Regions from separate parts of the Mus musculus genome. Here regions 2, 3 and 4 are each linked to region 1. The links are chromatin contacts, called in public HiChIP or PLAC-seq, Micro-C and promoter capture Hi-C maps. All regions are on one chromosome and are shown on one strand. Each heading gives the region's core, a stretch centred on a gene start, on an enhancer-like site or on the middle of the called end of the contact. The rest is flanking DNA. Distances are from core to core; before and after follow the strand shown. Region 1 holds the start of Ssbp3 (single-stranded DNA binding protein 3). Region 2 overlaps Mroh7 (maestro heat-like repeat family member 7). Region 3 holds the start of Ttc4 (tetratricopeptide repeat domain 4). Region 4 holds the start of Cdcp2 (CUB domain containing protein 2).

Evidence for each region. Promoter capture Hi-C pulls out the DNA fragments that hold promoters and counts their contacts. A called contact is a pair of places that touch in the nucleus more often than the background predicts. HiChIP or PLAC-seq counts read pairs in DNA pulled down with a chosen protein or histone mark.
Region 2: a contact with region 1 is called in a promoter capture Hi-C map of hippocampal neurons, with 4 times the contacts expected there. The contact joins the enhancer-like site here to the promoter of Ssbp3 in region 1. A contact is called at or near these places in 1 of 39 promoter capture datasets (hippocampal neurons), 1 of 484 Hi-C or Micro-C datasets (cerebellum), 2 of 115 datasets of contacts at active chromatin or transcription factors (embryonic limb bud and pancreatic cancer cells) and 1 of 9 other capture datasets (liver).
Region 3: a Micro-C map of embryonic stem cells shows a contact between it and region 1, with 3 times the contacts expected there. The contact joins the promoter of Ttc4 here to the promoter of Ssbp3 in region 1. A contact is called at or near these places in 2 of 39 promoter capture datasets (erythroid cells and liver), 3 of 484 Hi-C or Micro-C datasets (embryonic stem cells and muscle stem cells), 1 of 115 datasets of contacts at active chromatin or transcription factors (memory CD8 T cells) and 1 of 9 other capture datasets (pancreatic islet).
Region 4: an H3K4me3 HiChIP or PLAC-seq map of embryonic forebrain shows a contact between it and region 1, with 3 times the contacts expected there. The contact joins the promoter of Cdcp2 here to the promoter of Ssbp3 in region 1. A contact is called at or near these places in 13 of 39 promoter capture datasets (the 3T3-L1 cell line, the C10 cell line, the HPC-7 cell line and 9 more), 3 of 484 Hi-C or Micro-C datasets (embryonic stem cells, epidermal suprabasal cells and stem cell-derived neural progenitor cells), 15 of 115 datasets of contacts at active chromatin or transcription factors (bone marrow-derived macrophages, craniofacial prominence, differentiating embryonic stem cells and 10 more) and 4 of 9 other capture datasets (adipose tissue, embryonic stem cells, liver and 1 more).

What each region holds. Positions count from the first base shown.
Region 1 is chr4:106,909,997-106,913,687 of GRCm38.p6, forward strand. Ssbp3 (single-stranded DNA binding protein 3) reads left to right here and starts at 1,474. Exons shown (of 18, transcript NM_023672.2): 1 at 1,474-1,916; 2 at 2,907-2,979; 3 at 3,209-3,270. The coding sequence starts at 1,861.
Region 2 is chr4:106,706,899-106,710,579 of GRCm38.p6, forward strand. Mroh7 (maestro heat-like repeat family member 7) reads right to left here. Exons shown (of 24, transcript NM_001126487.1): 6 at 3,060-3,139; 7 at 2,689-2,818; 8 at 1,573-1,668; 9 at 853-957; 10 at 561-696. Among named protein-coding and RNA genes, the nearest start is that of Mroh7, 19 kb to the right of the region's middle. Within about 2 kb of position 1,268, at least 49 of the 459 cell types and tissues checked have an H3K27ac peak or open chromatin away from gene starts, as enhancers often do. A contact at or near this core is called in hippocampal neurons and liver, where this site is marked.
Region 3 is chr4:106,677,624-106,681,120 of GRCm38.p6, forward strand. It overlaps Ttc4 (tetratricopeptide repeat domain 4), which reads right to left and starts at 1,321. Exons shown (of 10, transcript NM_028209.2): 1 at 1,130-1,321; 2 at 562-679. The coding sequence starts at 1,240. Mroh7 (maestro heat-like repeat family member 7) reads right to left here. Exons shown (of 24, transcript NM_001126487.1): 24 at 2,794-3,259. The coding sequence ends at 3,015.
Region 4 is chr4:107,095,422-107,098,672 of GRCm38.p6, forward strand. Cdcp2 (CUB domain containing protein 2) reads left to right here and starts at 1,470. Exons shown (of 4, transcript NM_172873.3): 1 at 1,470-2,365. The coding sequence starts at 2,287.

The DNA.
Region 1 (3,691 bases), core at 224-2,723:
TTTAGGGAGGCTGTTACAAGTGTAGAACATTATTCCAAAAATGCACCCGGAGTCTCCTTCCTGAACCAGTGCAGATCCGTTTGCCGTGGGGCATTTCTTTTAAAAACCCCTTTTCTCTCTTCGGCAGGGCAAAAAAAGCAAACTTTAATGGTAGGGAATTATTGTTTATTTTGTTGAAATCTAGTTCTGAGTTTTCCTACTTAAAACGTGTTTTCCCCAGGACACTGACCTATCCTTTAATTGTTTGGTGTGAGGCATGTTAGGGGGAGGGGCGTTACTTGTTTATTGGAACAGCGCAGTTAAAAAAAAAAAAAATCAACCTAGGCTAACAGTTTCAAGGCTCCCCTAAAGATGTATCCAAACAGGCAGCCAATCAGCGCTTACACAGCTTTTCTGCTTGACTCTTTTAAAGAGACAGTGCCGACAATGTTTTATCACATTTAAAGAGAACCGCGCTCTAAAAACAGTATGAAAATGGGGAGCCATCCCTTATCTCACCAGTTTTTGATTTGGAGACTCCAATGAGAATACACTGCAGGTTTTTGGGTTCCTCGAGTGGACAGAAAGGAGTCGTGAGCAAAAAGCTTGGTCACTCTGCCAACCCCCCATTTCCCATTGTACACCTGGGTCATTGACAATGGAAGCTTCCCCTCCCCCCACGCCCGACTCTGGTCCCCTACTCTCCAATTTAGCTCCATTTATTTGAAGTTTGAGATTTCTGCGGCGCGCATTCCGAGTCGCGAGGCGTCCAGGTGACGTCCCTCATCCAAACGGAACCCTTTCCCGTGGAAAGGCGAGAGGCTAACTTGCCAGGGCTAGCAAACCTCAGAAATTTGAGAGAAATCAACTCTCTTTCCCTCTAGTCCAAGACCTCTTTTCCCTCCTACAGCTTGCCTGGAGCACGCCAAGGGCCATTTTCGCGCGGCTCCACTTTGGGGTTTCCCAAAGTATTTTAACGATCTAGTAAAGAAGCAGCCGCGCGCTTTGGCGCCAGCTTCGGCCGCCCAGCTCCGCGTGCAGCCCTGGCCGGGGCTCGGGAGGCAGGGCTGGGCACAGGCAGCCCGGGGTGGGGCGGAGAGGGGAGCAGGGCCGGCCGGGGTCCTGGCCCGCTGAGGGTACGCTCAGCACGGGGAGGCGGGGGCGCTGGGGGCTAGGCCGACGCGGAAAGGGGCGCGCCGGGCCAGCCGGGGTCCGCGCCTGCTGTCGCAGCGCCCAGTCCCCGCCGCGCCGGCCGGGTGCTCCAGTCCACGCCCGAGCCCCTCGAGTCACCGCCCCACCCCAACGCCAAGGCTCGCCCCCCGCTCCCCCGGCCGGGGCACGAGCGGGCAGCGGCTCGCGGAGGAGGCGCAGCGGGACTGGCGCGGCCGTGCTGACAGGCGTCCCTCTCGGCCTCCAGGCCCGCCCCCGCGCGCCGATTGGCCGCCGCGGCCGTCCGTCGCGGGGCGTGGACGCCCGCCGCGCTCCTGCCGGGGCAGCCACGTTCGGTTGAGCTCCAAGTAGACCAGCGGCGGCGGCGGCGGCAGCGGCAGCGGTGCTGAAGGCGCAGAGGGCGGCGCAGGCGGAGCCGGGCGGCGGGCGCGCGGGCCGCGAGCAAGCGAGCTGCAGGCTTCGGGCGGGCGGCGGCGCAGCTCAGGCCGAGCCGGCGCGGGAGGAGTTCCAGGGCGATGGGGCCGCGGCCGGGGCTGACGCTTTGACAGCTGGAAAGAGCGCGGAGCCTGCGCCTGGGAGGGAGGGAGCGCGGCGAGCGGAGTGCGAGCGAGCGGGCGAGCGCCGGGAGGGGGCCGGGAGCAGGGCAGCTCGGGAGACCGGACGGTAGCGGCGGCGGCGGCGGCGGGCTCGGCGCCCTCTTCTCTGCAAGCCATGTTTGCCAAAGGCAAAGGCTCGGCGGTGCCCTCGGACGGGCAGGCTCGGGAAAAGTAAGCCTCTCGCGAGTGGGGCCGCGCCGCGGGTGGCGGGAGGCAGGTGGGCGCGGGGGTCGCGCCGCCTGGTGCCCCTGGGGCCCGGGTCTCTGCCCCGCGGCGGCGGCGGTGGCGTGGAGAGCCCATTGTTGGGCGCCGGCGGAGGCTGGGGCACCCTGAAGGGGCGGCAGGGCAGCGGTGGGCGAGGGTAGTTGGTAGGCGCGGGGCAGAGCGGGCGCGGGGGTCCGCGACGAGGGTGGGCGAGGTCCCACTCGGAGCCGGTGCGCTCGGCCCGCTGGGCGCGGGGCCCTTACTTTGCCCACCGAGTGCGGGCAGGGGGCGCGTGGCTTTCTGCAGCCCCGAAGGCTCCTTTTGTCCGCCCGCGGCGTGAGGAGTGCGTGCCGGGGGCTTTGTTCGCCCGGGAGCGCTCTCCCTACCCAGCCAGCGGCCTCCCCGTCAGCCCGGTGCGCTCCGGGGCGTCCGGGCTGGGCTGGGCTGGGCTGGCGGCGCCGGCCCGGCCCCAGGCTTGGGGGACAGTTGTTTGAGGGGGAGATGCTGAGGGCGGCGCTTTGCTGCCCTCTCCAGAGCGCGCCAAGTACCCGGACTGGGACCGAGTCCGTTCGGACCCCAAAGCTGGGCTAAAGCAGGGAGCTGAAGTGGGCTGGGAAAAGGAGGGTGGCTCAGGCAGGGCTCTTGTAAGGGGCTTGCGAGTTTGCGAGACCTAGGTGGGTTTAGTCCCAGTGCCACTTGGAAGTTCAAGTTTGGGGACCGGTCTCCGGCTCCCGCGGCTTGGTGCAGCTTGTCTGTGGTACCCACCCACTAGCTGTTCTGTCTGGGGTGATAGGTACTCACCTCTTGTCGTGGCCACAATGGGATGGCACAGACCGGGCTCACAGTCACTGGCAGGGTCCAGAGCGAGCCTTAATGTGATCTGACCTCTCTCTCTCTCTCTCTCTCTCTCTCTCTCTCTCTCTCTCTCTCTCTCTCCTCTCACTCCTCACTTTCCAGGTTAGCTTTATACGTCTACGAATATTTACTGCACGTAGGAGCACAGAAATCTGCACAGACCTTCTTATCAGAGGTGAGTGGGACTCCTTCTCTTTCCCTAGCATCCAGTTTCTTGACACCCCCTCCTCCCCACTATTCTTAGAGCCTTTGTTTTCAGGAGCAGCCACTGTGGCCACCATTTTGAATTTTTATCACCTTTTGGCATTTATTGTTAGTTGGTCTTCACAGCCTTTTGGCTGGGGAAGGCCCTGCGTCCCCCTCCTTTCTGCCCCTCTAAGCTGCCTCCGCTCCCTCTTTTCTAGATTCGATGGGAAAAAAACATCACACTGGGTGAACCGCCTGGGTTCCTGCACTCGTGGTGGTGGTAAGTTTGTGTGATAGTTTTGTGTGTGTGTTTTGTTTTGAGGTCCGGGTCCAAGTGAACAAAGACGGGGGTCCAGAGCAGGCCCTCTACCTTTAGCCTCTGCCTCCTACGGACAAGCACCCCTGGGTGATCTGACCAGGCTTGGCAAGGGAGAGTGGGCAGAAGAGGCTGCGTGCTGCCTCAAGTTTTTGCTGGCATTTCTCCGCCTGTGGGGACTGACTGAATTTTGTTATGCTTTTCCATCTCACTCTGGGGCACCAAGCAGGGGGCTTAGAAAGAGCTGGAAGGGTTTTTTTTTGTCAATCCTGCATGCTGCTTTAATTAGAGGAGTGGGGGCAGGGCGGGTGGAGGGGACACCAGGTCCGTTCTGCAACTGGCCTGTCCCTTATGTTTGCGTCCAGAAACGCCAAACCTTAAGAGG
Region 2 (3,681 bases), core at 18-2,517, 200 kb before region 1:
CTGTGCTTTCACTTACAGGCTCCAGACTCTAATGTAGGACCTGGTCTTCATTAGGTCCTATGCATATTCACTGAATAAGACCATATGCCAGCCCATGGCTAGACTCAGAAAGAACAGAGAATCCTGCCTTACCCTCATGGCATTACAGTCTAGTAGGAAAGACAGACAAAGGAAGAAGACATCAGGGCCATCATACCTAGGTGCACATGGTACATTAGAAGGAGAAATCAAGGTTGGAACAATATGGGAAAGCTTAGCCAACTGAAGGACAGCTCCTGTCGTGATAGAGTTGTTGTCTAACAGGGCAGTACATGCCTGTAGTCCCAGTACCTGAGACGCTAAGTCAGGAGGATTAAAAGTCAGGGGCCAGAGCTTAAAAACAAACAAACATGAAAAACAATGGCTAGTTTGTACCTCTGCTCCTGGTTCCATGGAGATAGGAGTTTCCCATCAGCTCCTAATCCCCATCTGACCCATTCTGCCTGCCTCCAACTGCCCAGCCGTACCACCATGCTCCCCTCCCTAGCTGTGCAGTGGCTAGGGACCTGACTTGGGCATACGTTTCTGGAGATCCAGGATGGTGTAGAGGATGGTGATGCCGTCCAGAGCCTCCCGTCCGATCTCCTCATCAGGATCCCCGATTCGAAGAAGGAGCCTCCCCAGCAGAAGACCCAGTGTTGGGAAGCCCGAGGATATCTGTGAGTGTCACAATCACAGGGAGGGAGTCTATAGCTACATAGTGCAGGGCAAGAAGACCTGCCCAGCTGCAGAAGATCAACTGAGAAGTCACCGGAATGCCCCCACCCCCGAACACCCACTAAGAATGGCAGGGTCACACCCAGGAACACTCACTAAGAATGGCAGGGTCACAAGTGTGTGGTTCAACACAGAGACGTTGCTGTTCACAGCCCGAGCCCGCTCGTGGGCCTTCCCAGAGTTCATCCAGGGCCCTAGGGGCTGTGGGGACAAGGGAGAGATTCTGCTACCATTGTCTGCCAGCCCCTGCTGTCTGTGGGTAAGTCAGTAATCTGCAAGAAGCTTCCAGAAGAAGAAAGAAGGCAATTTGCCACCGTCTTCCTTCTCTTCCTGAGGATCAATGACAGGTGGGGTTTGAGCTGAGAAGGGGACTCAGAGCAAAGGAAGGGACGGGGTCAATGAAGAGAGAAGAGACATGGATAACAATGGAGAAAGGGGTGGGGCAAGAGCAGTGGCTGTAGGGGAATTGCAGACAGTGACTCAGGAAGCTGAGATAATAGGATCAAAAGTTCAAGGCAGTGCTGGGCAATTCAGTGTGACTGTGTATACAGATAAACAAGGAAAGAGGGAACAGGACTCTGCTGTGGCTCAGAGGTAGAGGGCTTGCCTCGCAGGTACAAGGGTTTGGGTCCAACCCTCAGCGTCACCAAAACTAAATAACAGCGTAAAATACAACATGGAAGCAGGGCACTGGCTCAGGATGACGCCACTCCTTCAGAGCCCACCTCCCACTTGTATGAAGCCATTTTCCTACTTCCTTCTCCCTTTCCCTGCTTGCCCCGTGTCGTCCCCACCCCCCCACCCCCCACGCCGCACCTCCAGGATGCTCTTCAGCCCAGTAGGAGTGGGGTCTTCAATAAAGAGGGCATTCAGAAGTTTCTGCAAGGAATCCAAGGTCTGGTAGTAAAGGATCTGTGGACAGGAGGACAGAGCTGCTGGGAGCTTGTTAGACACCACCGCCCTCTGCTGGCACGACTTGTAACTACAAGGGGCTGCCAGTTCCTTCCACAGCAAGGATTCTGGCCATGACTTTGGGCCCTCTCAGGCCACCAGCTTGAGAATCCAGAACCCAGACGCTATCTTATCTGTCTGTGTGGCCTCACCCCTACCTATTATACAGCACGCCTGTCAGAGTCCCTGTCCCCCCACCCTCCAGTCTTCAGTCACATCACTTATCATCCTGGCAGTTGGCATGGGTTCTGTACAGGTTCTCTGCCACCCTCTTCCAGGAAACCACGTGCTCCATCCACCCTAGGCCATGTTCCTCATCCCATACTCTTTTTGATACCCCATGGTTTATGCTTGCAGCACTGACTACTGCGGAGATTTTTGGGTACTGGGTTCTTTGATGGCATCCATCTCCTCCACCGTCACACTACTGCGAGACTACCGTAGTGACCTGGAGAGGAACATGGCTAATACCTGCTGAGAGAAAGGGTAGCCGAACAGCTGGACCCCCCCTCTCACTCAACATCCCGCTTGACCCTAGCTCTCCTTGCATCTTATACCTTAGTATCCCCTGCTGTGGTACCTCCAGGAATGATTCTGCAGAGACTTAAAGATGCTCACCAAACCCCCTTTGAGGCTCTGTTCTCCAGGTCTCTGCCCAGTTTCCCCCAGTCTTCTTCCATAGAGCACAGTCCTCAGTACTACCCTCTTATCCTGCCCACTTCCTACGGCCTTACAGCATCTATCTATATCCCTGATACAGGACAGGGCCCTCCTAAGGAAGCCATTACTGCAACAGTTCACCCTTCTGCTGAATAGCTATCAAGTATCTGTTCAGACTGTCGCAGGTGACGTGAGGTGCTCCGGGCCACTCAGCCAAGGAGTAAGGGAGACCATCTATAGAAAGCCCCCACTCACCCCTGAACCTTGTCCCTTCTGAGGATGTCCCCAAACCTAAAGCCGAACCAGGAGGGTCCAGCTCACCTGGATGACTTCGGCCTTGGACTCGTCCTTCTCCTGCATGGCCTGCACGGAGGGCAGTGAGAACACGCTCCGCACACAGGTGTTCACCAGCTCCACCCTCTCCCGCACGCTCAGGATAGGCTTGGTGTGACTGAGAGAGACAGGATGCCAGGTGTGGAGTGAGGGGGGGGGCAGAGGATGCAGCATGGGGAAGGGGACACCTGACTTAGGGAGGGTCACCCGAGATTAGATCCACAGGAGAAGGTGGGGTGTGAGCAACGGGTGTGGAAGTATCAGGGTCCACAGGGAACTGGGCAGGGGGAGAGGGAAAGGCTCGGAGTGGACAGGGGTGTGAGAAGGGGCAGAGTGTGGAAGAGAAAGGACAGGGATACCTCAGCTGTGCCAGGATCTCCATAGCCTGCCGTCGAGCAGGACTCAAAAGGGAATCCAGCGGCTCCTCCTGAATCTGTCTCTGGATGGGGACCATAGAGCCAGTGAGAGCCAGCTTGGGGGCTGACTTCCGGGCTCTGACAGCAGGCCATGCAGGCCCTTGGCCTGGGAACACTCCCCCACTGGGCAGTTAGGAGAGCCAGCTTTCTGCCCAGATCAATGTCAAGCCCTCAGTTCAAGACCACTCTAAACAGTCTATGCCCTGATCTGCGCATTCCATATGGAGAGCACCAGGAGAATAATTCCCATGGTGCCCTTCTGGTGACAGACCACTAAACCATGGAACTGACCCAAGCAAGAAGCGCCAGGCATGGCCTTTGAAAGCTGTCCAATTAAAATTCCCAAATGTCCTAATTTTTTCACTTCATATTTAATACCTACACATAGTAGATGTTCGACTAATGCTAGTGAAAGTTAAATATATCAAAGGACGGGACTTTCGCCATTTTTTGTGTATCATATATGGGCAGATGTGTATGCAAGATGTGTGTGTGTGTGTGTGTGTGTGTGTGTGTGTGTGTGTGTGTGTGTTCATGTGCACATGCAGGGGCCAGAGGTATTATT
Region 3 (3,497 bases), core at 71-2,570, 230 kb before region 1:
CTAAACAGGTAAAGGCACTGGCCCCTAAGCTTGACAACCTGAGCTTGACCTGAGGAACATGTGAAATGGTAAGAAAGAATCCACCTCACAAGGCTAGCCACTGATCTCTGTAAGTATGTACACACGTATACACACACACAAACAGTTTTACGAAGGGGGGATATAGCTCACTTACCCAGCATATGTGAGATTCTGGGTTCAATTTCCAGATACACATACACACACACACATTTATCTCAGTTTTTGAAGGACTTTAATTTCTATTGAGAAAATTACACTGCTCCTTTTCTTACATTGTGTCATTCACTGAAAAGCAATCCCCCTCCTCTCTCTGGTACTACAGTAGTGGTGGACCTCGTGGCACTCATCACACACCCTTCCTGATTTGTTAGGGCAATCAGGCTTTTCATCCAAGTCAGGCCTCTGGGGCTTGGAACTGTACACATTTACTTAGAAGGCATCCAAAGGAGAATGTGTGGAGTCAACACTGACATGTTAGCCATAATACTTTCGCTCAACTCAACAAGGACACAAAAGAAGTGCTGGGTGACAGTAAGATACCTTCTGGATATCGATCATCATCAAAAATCATCGACTGGAGGCAGGCCAAGTCAGGAAACTCCTCGGGGTCAATTTCTGATGGCGCTTTTTTCATAAATAGGGGAATCTTGTCAAATTCCTAGAATTTAAAAGAACAATTAGCGTTGTCTACTGATTAGATCCAATCCCAGGACACGACATCATAAAGTTTTTTCCTCGCTGAGCATGATATGCAAATCCTAAGGATTGGCTGGAGCTAGACATCCAGTTTCTCAGGTGTTAAATGTGGGATCCTGATTTCCAACGCTCTCCATGGGTGGTAGCAATCACCTTCAACTAGGCGCTGTCGCGTTCCTGACCACCTTCACCATCTCCTTTCAAGTTTACCCTAACCTGGGTGCTGCAGTAAAACAACTAAGGGACCCCTGGTAGTAGAGCCTGGTGGTGGTGTGTGACAGGACTGCCTGCAAAACCCCCGTGGTCTTAAACGCAGTCAACTTATACGCAAAACCTCGAGGCGGACGGTTTCTACCAGTGACCAAGCCTCGAGGACCAAGCTCCTACCCCAGAAGCCCCCGGCGCCGCCCACCTCCTCCCACTGATCCTCGCGGAAGCCGCCGCGGTAAGGCTGGCTCTGAAACTTTTCCAGGAACGCGTCCATGGAAGCGTCCTCTGTAGGCTCAGGCTCAGAACTCTCCATGGCAGCTCGCAACTTCGGCGCTTCAGTCCCGGGACCAAGAAACGCGCCGCTCCTTCCGGCGGCAGGGATGCCCTTCCTTTTGCAGTCCGGGCTGCGCGAGGCTATGCCTCTCGGGTTCCGCCGGCCTGGGGGCGTGGCCTGCCTGGAGGTGTGGCCTGACTCCGCGCTTTCCCTCTCGCCCAGCCCCACCCATCCATTGCAGAGTTTGCCTGGCCTCTAGTCTCCTCGCTTTGGGGCGTGGTTAGGTTAACTCCCTTTTGTATCTAAACTCTTCATCTCCACTCTCCAACCCTGATGCTTTTATGTCTTTTCTATAAATGTTCTCAAAAGATGACTTCGTAGCCAGGCCACATGATATTTGTCTGTAATCCTAGCACTTAGGTTTAATAGGAGAACCATAAGTTCAAGACCAGTCTAGACTATATAGCAAGACCCTATTTCAAACAAAACAAAACTTTTGAGCATACAAATACTTTTTTTTTCTTCACGCAGCACAAGGTTTGAGGTCCCCATACACCCCTACAACCTATAACTACATGTGAAACTCCATGTGGCTTACCCTACAAGGATGGGTGCCCAGCCTGCCTGCTCACCTCATGGATACTACAACAACAGAGGTCTTCACAGATACCCCCATAGGCCCATGGGAAAATTACCCCGAGATGTATGCCCACAGGTAGAATCCTTGGGCTGTGATTATTGACACATTCACCACTACTGACTAGTAACAGGTTCTTGTTCAGTACAGCTGCATTGATCTTTCGCCCCACCAGCCTTGCCCCGGGGTCCCTACATCCCACGAAGAGTTTTCTGAAGTTGACATCTGCTCATATATCTCTCTTCTCAGCACCCCCACCATGCCTCCCCACTGCCCCTACCTCCTCAGCAGTCTCCATGGCCTTAGGACCTGGCCCTTGCATCTCTCCTCTTTTTCCAGGTTCCCTCTCACTGGGACTTTGAAGAGGGTCCCATGTACCTGAGGGTACCTTTGCACCCACAGATGACCAGATGTGGTCATCTTTCCAAACCTCCTTGAGAAGTCTCTTGTCTGGCAAGTCATTCCAGCGGACACACACAACCTCTGGATACCACAGTCCCCATGCTTCCCGCTGAGCTCATCTCTGAAAAATTTCAACCCGGGAACCATTTGGATGTGGGGGCTGTCCTGCCTGTAATGTCCTGTAAGGCATTTAACAGTGTGCCTGACACCCGCTCTTTACCCAACAGCTGTTAGTAACATTGACACTGTCAGGTGGCAACACCAAATATGTCTCTGGATATTTTTGCATTAGTGTTAGGCAAACCGGATGACGAGTCAAGGGTGAGACTCGGCGACCAGGGTTCCCGAATATGCATGACGTCATAGGTGGGAAGTCGCCTCACTCCCTTTCCCCAAGAGCCACCCAAATCATCACCCTTCTGCTCTTATCACCAGGGAAGGGAAAACTGAGATGTCCAGGTGACCCCCTGAGTGGCTTTGGTCAACGCACTTAACTACTCTGAGCCTCAGTCTCCCGTTATATAAAGTGAACAAAACAGACCGCACGCATCTGTAAATGTGAAGTGAATCAGCACAAGGGGGCCATGCTCTTTTCTCAGACTTGTCAGAGTGAGGGCTCCGCAGGGGCTCTACGGGGGCTCCACGGGGGTTCCACGGGGGCTCCAGGGGGGCTCCACGGGGGCTCCACAGGGACTGGGGGAACTCTCGTGAGGAAGCCATCTGGATGGAAAGGTTGACCACATAGCGTTTACAGGGACCTGGCTGGGGCTTATGTCACTGCTTCAGAGACATCTTCCAGGAGGCCAATGCCTGCATGATCCAGGAGCGCCGTTGGTGGGAGGTGGGCAGGTTCTCACAGCTGGGGCTCCAGCGGTGCATACTGGATGGGTCACACACCCATGAATCCCCATACAGCAGTGGCCAAGAGTTCCGCCAGCAAGTGGCCATAATTTGATCCTGGGCCTGGGCAGCGCAGATACACACGGAGGCTTCTGGGTCGTGTCTCAAGATCTCCAGAGCTGGGTTGGAGGAAGAGGAAGCGATTGTTTAGACAGAACTCATCCTTTCTTCCCACCTCCTAGCCTTAGCTTAGACACCCTTCTGCAGCATCTTCCCAAACCTTCAGATTGTCACATCTTTCAAAGCCTGTATGAAAATTCCACCTCGTATAGGAAGCCTTCCTAGATTTCCCCAGCCTACCTCCCATCAGCTGTCTCGGTTGCAAAGTGAAAGTGTGCTCTCTTAAGCATTTAAACC
Region 4 (3,251 bases), core at 220-2,719, 190 kb after region 1:
GGGGGGGGGGGGGGGGGAGGGTTGATTTCAGCTCACAGCTCACCGTCCATCGATGGAAGTCAGGGCAAGAGCCCAAGGCAGAGCTGGAGGCAGGGACTGAAGCAAGGGCCCTGGAGTCTTTTTCTCATCCTGTCTCCCTTCCCTCTCTGCAATCCTAGGATTGCTTCCCAAACACACTGCTCAGTCTAAGGTCTTCTTGTGGTAGCGCTCACCCCAGGACCTTGACACAAGCAGGGAGCTTCAGCTTGCTCCCCTGTCTCCTGTGAAACCTACTGTGTGTTGTGCTGGCTGAGAGGCTATGTGCAAGTGAACAGCACCCCAGTAAGTGCCCATTTATCACTCTGCCTGGTTTTCACTCATAAACCATCATTATTTATTATTATTATTATTATTATTATTATTATTATTATTGACAGAGTTTCTCCTCTGGCTGTCCTGGATTATTATTATTATTATTATTGACAGAGTTTCTCCTCTGGCTGTCCTGGAACTCACTCCATAGAACTCAGAGGTCTGCCTGCCTCTGTCCCGTGAGTGCAGGGACTGAAGTCACGCACCACCATCTCCCAGCCCCCCTCATTCACACAGGCAATGCTTGATAAGCAGCTTTACTTCTAAGCCTGCCCAGCAAGTTCCTTGCTTTTCCATCCTGCTCCATGGAAAAGCCAGTCTCTCTGCTCTGACCATTCCTGATGCCCTTTGCTGAACACCTTCCAGGTGGCCTCCTCTGCCAGCAGCCTAGGGCTCCCCTGGGACTGCCTGACAAAAGGACGGGCCAGAGGCGACATGTGCTCTGGCAGATGGACAGCTGGGTTCCTCTTGGGTAGATAAAAAGCGTACTTGTTGTGGTGTGGTGAGCCAGGCTGGTAAGACATCCGTTCCTGGTCTCATTTAATCCTACCGGAGAATAGCAGGCTGCAACTACCTCTTTCTGTGGAGGAAGCTGGGCCTCAGAGAGAATGTCTCACTTTCACAGACCCCTCAACCTGGCGGTAGGGCAGCCAGGACTGACTTCAAGCAATCAGAAACCACAGGCCAGGCTCTGCCCTTCCTAGGAAAGTGGGCACCTGTCCCATTTCTCATCAGTGCCCCCAGGCCTAGAACAGGCTCTGCACAAATGCAACGATTAGAAATAAGGGGGTAGGGGGCTGGGAAGAGATGGTGAAGTCATTTCCACACTCACATTGAGGACTTGAGTTTGATCCTTAGCACCTATCCACCCCAGTAAAGAATTTCAAGCATTTATTTCAGCAGTTGGGAGGTAGAGGCAGCCAGATCCCTGGGGCTCATGGATCAATTCTAGATTCAATAAGAGACTCTGTTTCAAAAATCAAGGTGGATGGTTTCTGGCAAACAGCACTCAAAGTTGGTCTTTGACCTCCACACATCTGTACCCCCCTCTCACCCACACCCACCCCCGTGGGATGGGCTGACTCAAAGGGAAAGACTCCTGGAGGAAAAACCAGATCCCATTTGCTGCTGGACACAGCTCCCCTCAGGACTCTTCTGCAGTCCCAGCTCCCAGCACAGAGCCTGGATGCAGAGCCCTGTAAATGAGTCTCGCGAACCAGTGAAGGCACGGTTCCTGCTCTGGCCACACAGCAGGCTGCGGCCCACGGCTATCACATTAGAAGACTCCCAAGTGCCGATGCTGCTGTTCCTGATGCACTCCCGTCATCAGCCGTCCACAGCTCCTTCTCCGTCCCTCTGAGCTGAGTTCTCACATTGGAAGGAAGCTTGTTCTGTCTGTCCCGAGAACCGTAGGCTCCTTTTGACTCCCTCGGGAGTGGAGAATGGGGAAAGACAGGCGTATGCGCCAGCTGAGCACTAGCTGCATACGTTAGCACGTGCAATCTCATTTCTTTTTCCCAGTAGCCCCAGAAGCAGGGCTGCATGGCTGTGCCAGCTGGATCAGAAGGCCAAGAGGGAGTGAAATGGCTTGATCAGGATCCCCTGGCCAGTGGGAAGCTGAACTGGGATAGATCTGGCCCTGGAATTTAGAGGCCCTTTCTCCACTGTCTTCTTCCAGGCCCAACCTGCTTCCCCTTCCTGATACAGGGTGGCCATTGCAGTTCTCAGTAAGTGTCAACCTGGTGACACCAGATCCGTCACCTCACTGAGGAGTGGAGGAAGCTAGGATCCGTTTACTAATTCAAGGGCCCAATGAATTATTCACACCACCATTTACTTGGAGGCCCTTCCAGCCTCACCTCTCTTTCCCCTCTCAGACCCTTGGATCCTGACCCCTGAACTCAGCCTTTGGTGCAGGGAGCCCCTGGTGAGGAGATGCTAGCTGAGCTGGGGGCCTGCCTACTGCTGGCAATGGTACTGTTGGACTCCGATCCTGGGACCCAAGCCATGGAAGGTAGGTGATCTGGCCACTCACAACGGGGCTGATGGGAGGAGGGTGCAGAGGAAGCAGGGGCTCAGGAAGCCCCAGCCAGAAAGCAGGGGCCACTTTGGAGACCCGGCTGAGTTGAATGTGTGCTGGCTCCTGAGACGTGACTTCTCCAGATGAAGGAAAACAGGGCTCGAGCGAGGGCTTAGGTACAAGGCCACACCATTGTGGCTCATGAAGGGAGTGGCTCAGAGGTGCGGAAGGTCCGCCCACCTCGGGAAGGACCCTCTGAGATCTGGGAGCCCGCCCGCGCCTCCTGCTGCAGCCCGCGGTGCCAGCTTCCTCGCGGTGCCATTTGGTGCCTCTGGTGCTCTGGCTCCAGTGTGTCTGTGTCCTTGCTGGGAACCACGAGGTTCTCTTTCTAAGAATGCCTTGTCCTGCTGTCCCTCTGCCTGGGAAAAAGTTTTTCCTGAAGTTTCTTAGAAGGATTCTGTTTCTCTCTCTCTCTTTTTTTTTTTTTAAAGATTTATTTATTTATTATATGTAAGTACACTGTAGCTGTCTTCAGACACTCCAGAAGAGGGCGTCAGATCTTGTTACAGATGGTTGTGAGCCACCATGTGGTTGCTGGGATTTGAACTCCTGACCTTCGGGAGAGCATTCGGGTGCTCTTACCCACTGAGCCATCTCACCAGCCCTGTTTCTCTTTAAAATAAGTTTCCAATTACATTTATTGTGTGTGCAGGGGGCGTGGGCAGAGGGCGCATGCACACGGGCATTCTGCATCCACGGGGGTCAGAGGGCACGCAGTGGGTCAGAGGGCACGCAGTGGGAGCTGCTTCTCTCCTTCCACCACGTGTGTGTGGGGGTGGGGGGTGGGGAATTAAATTCAGGTGGTCAGGCTCAGTGGTGA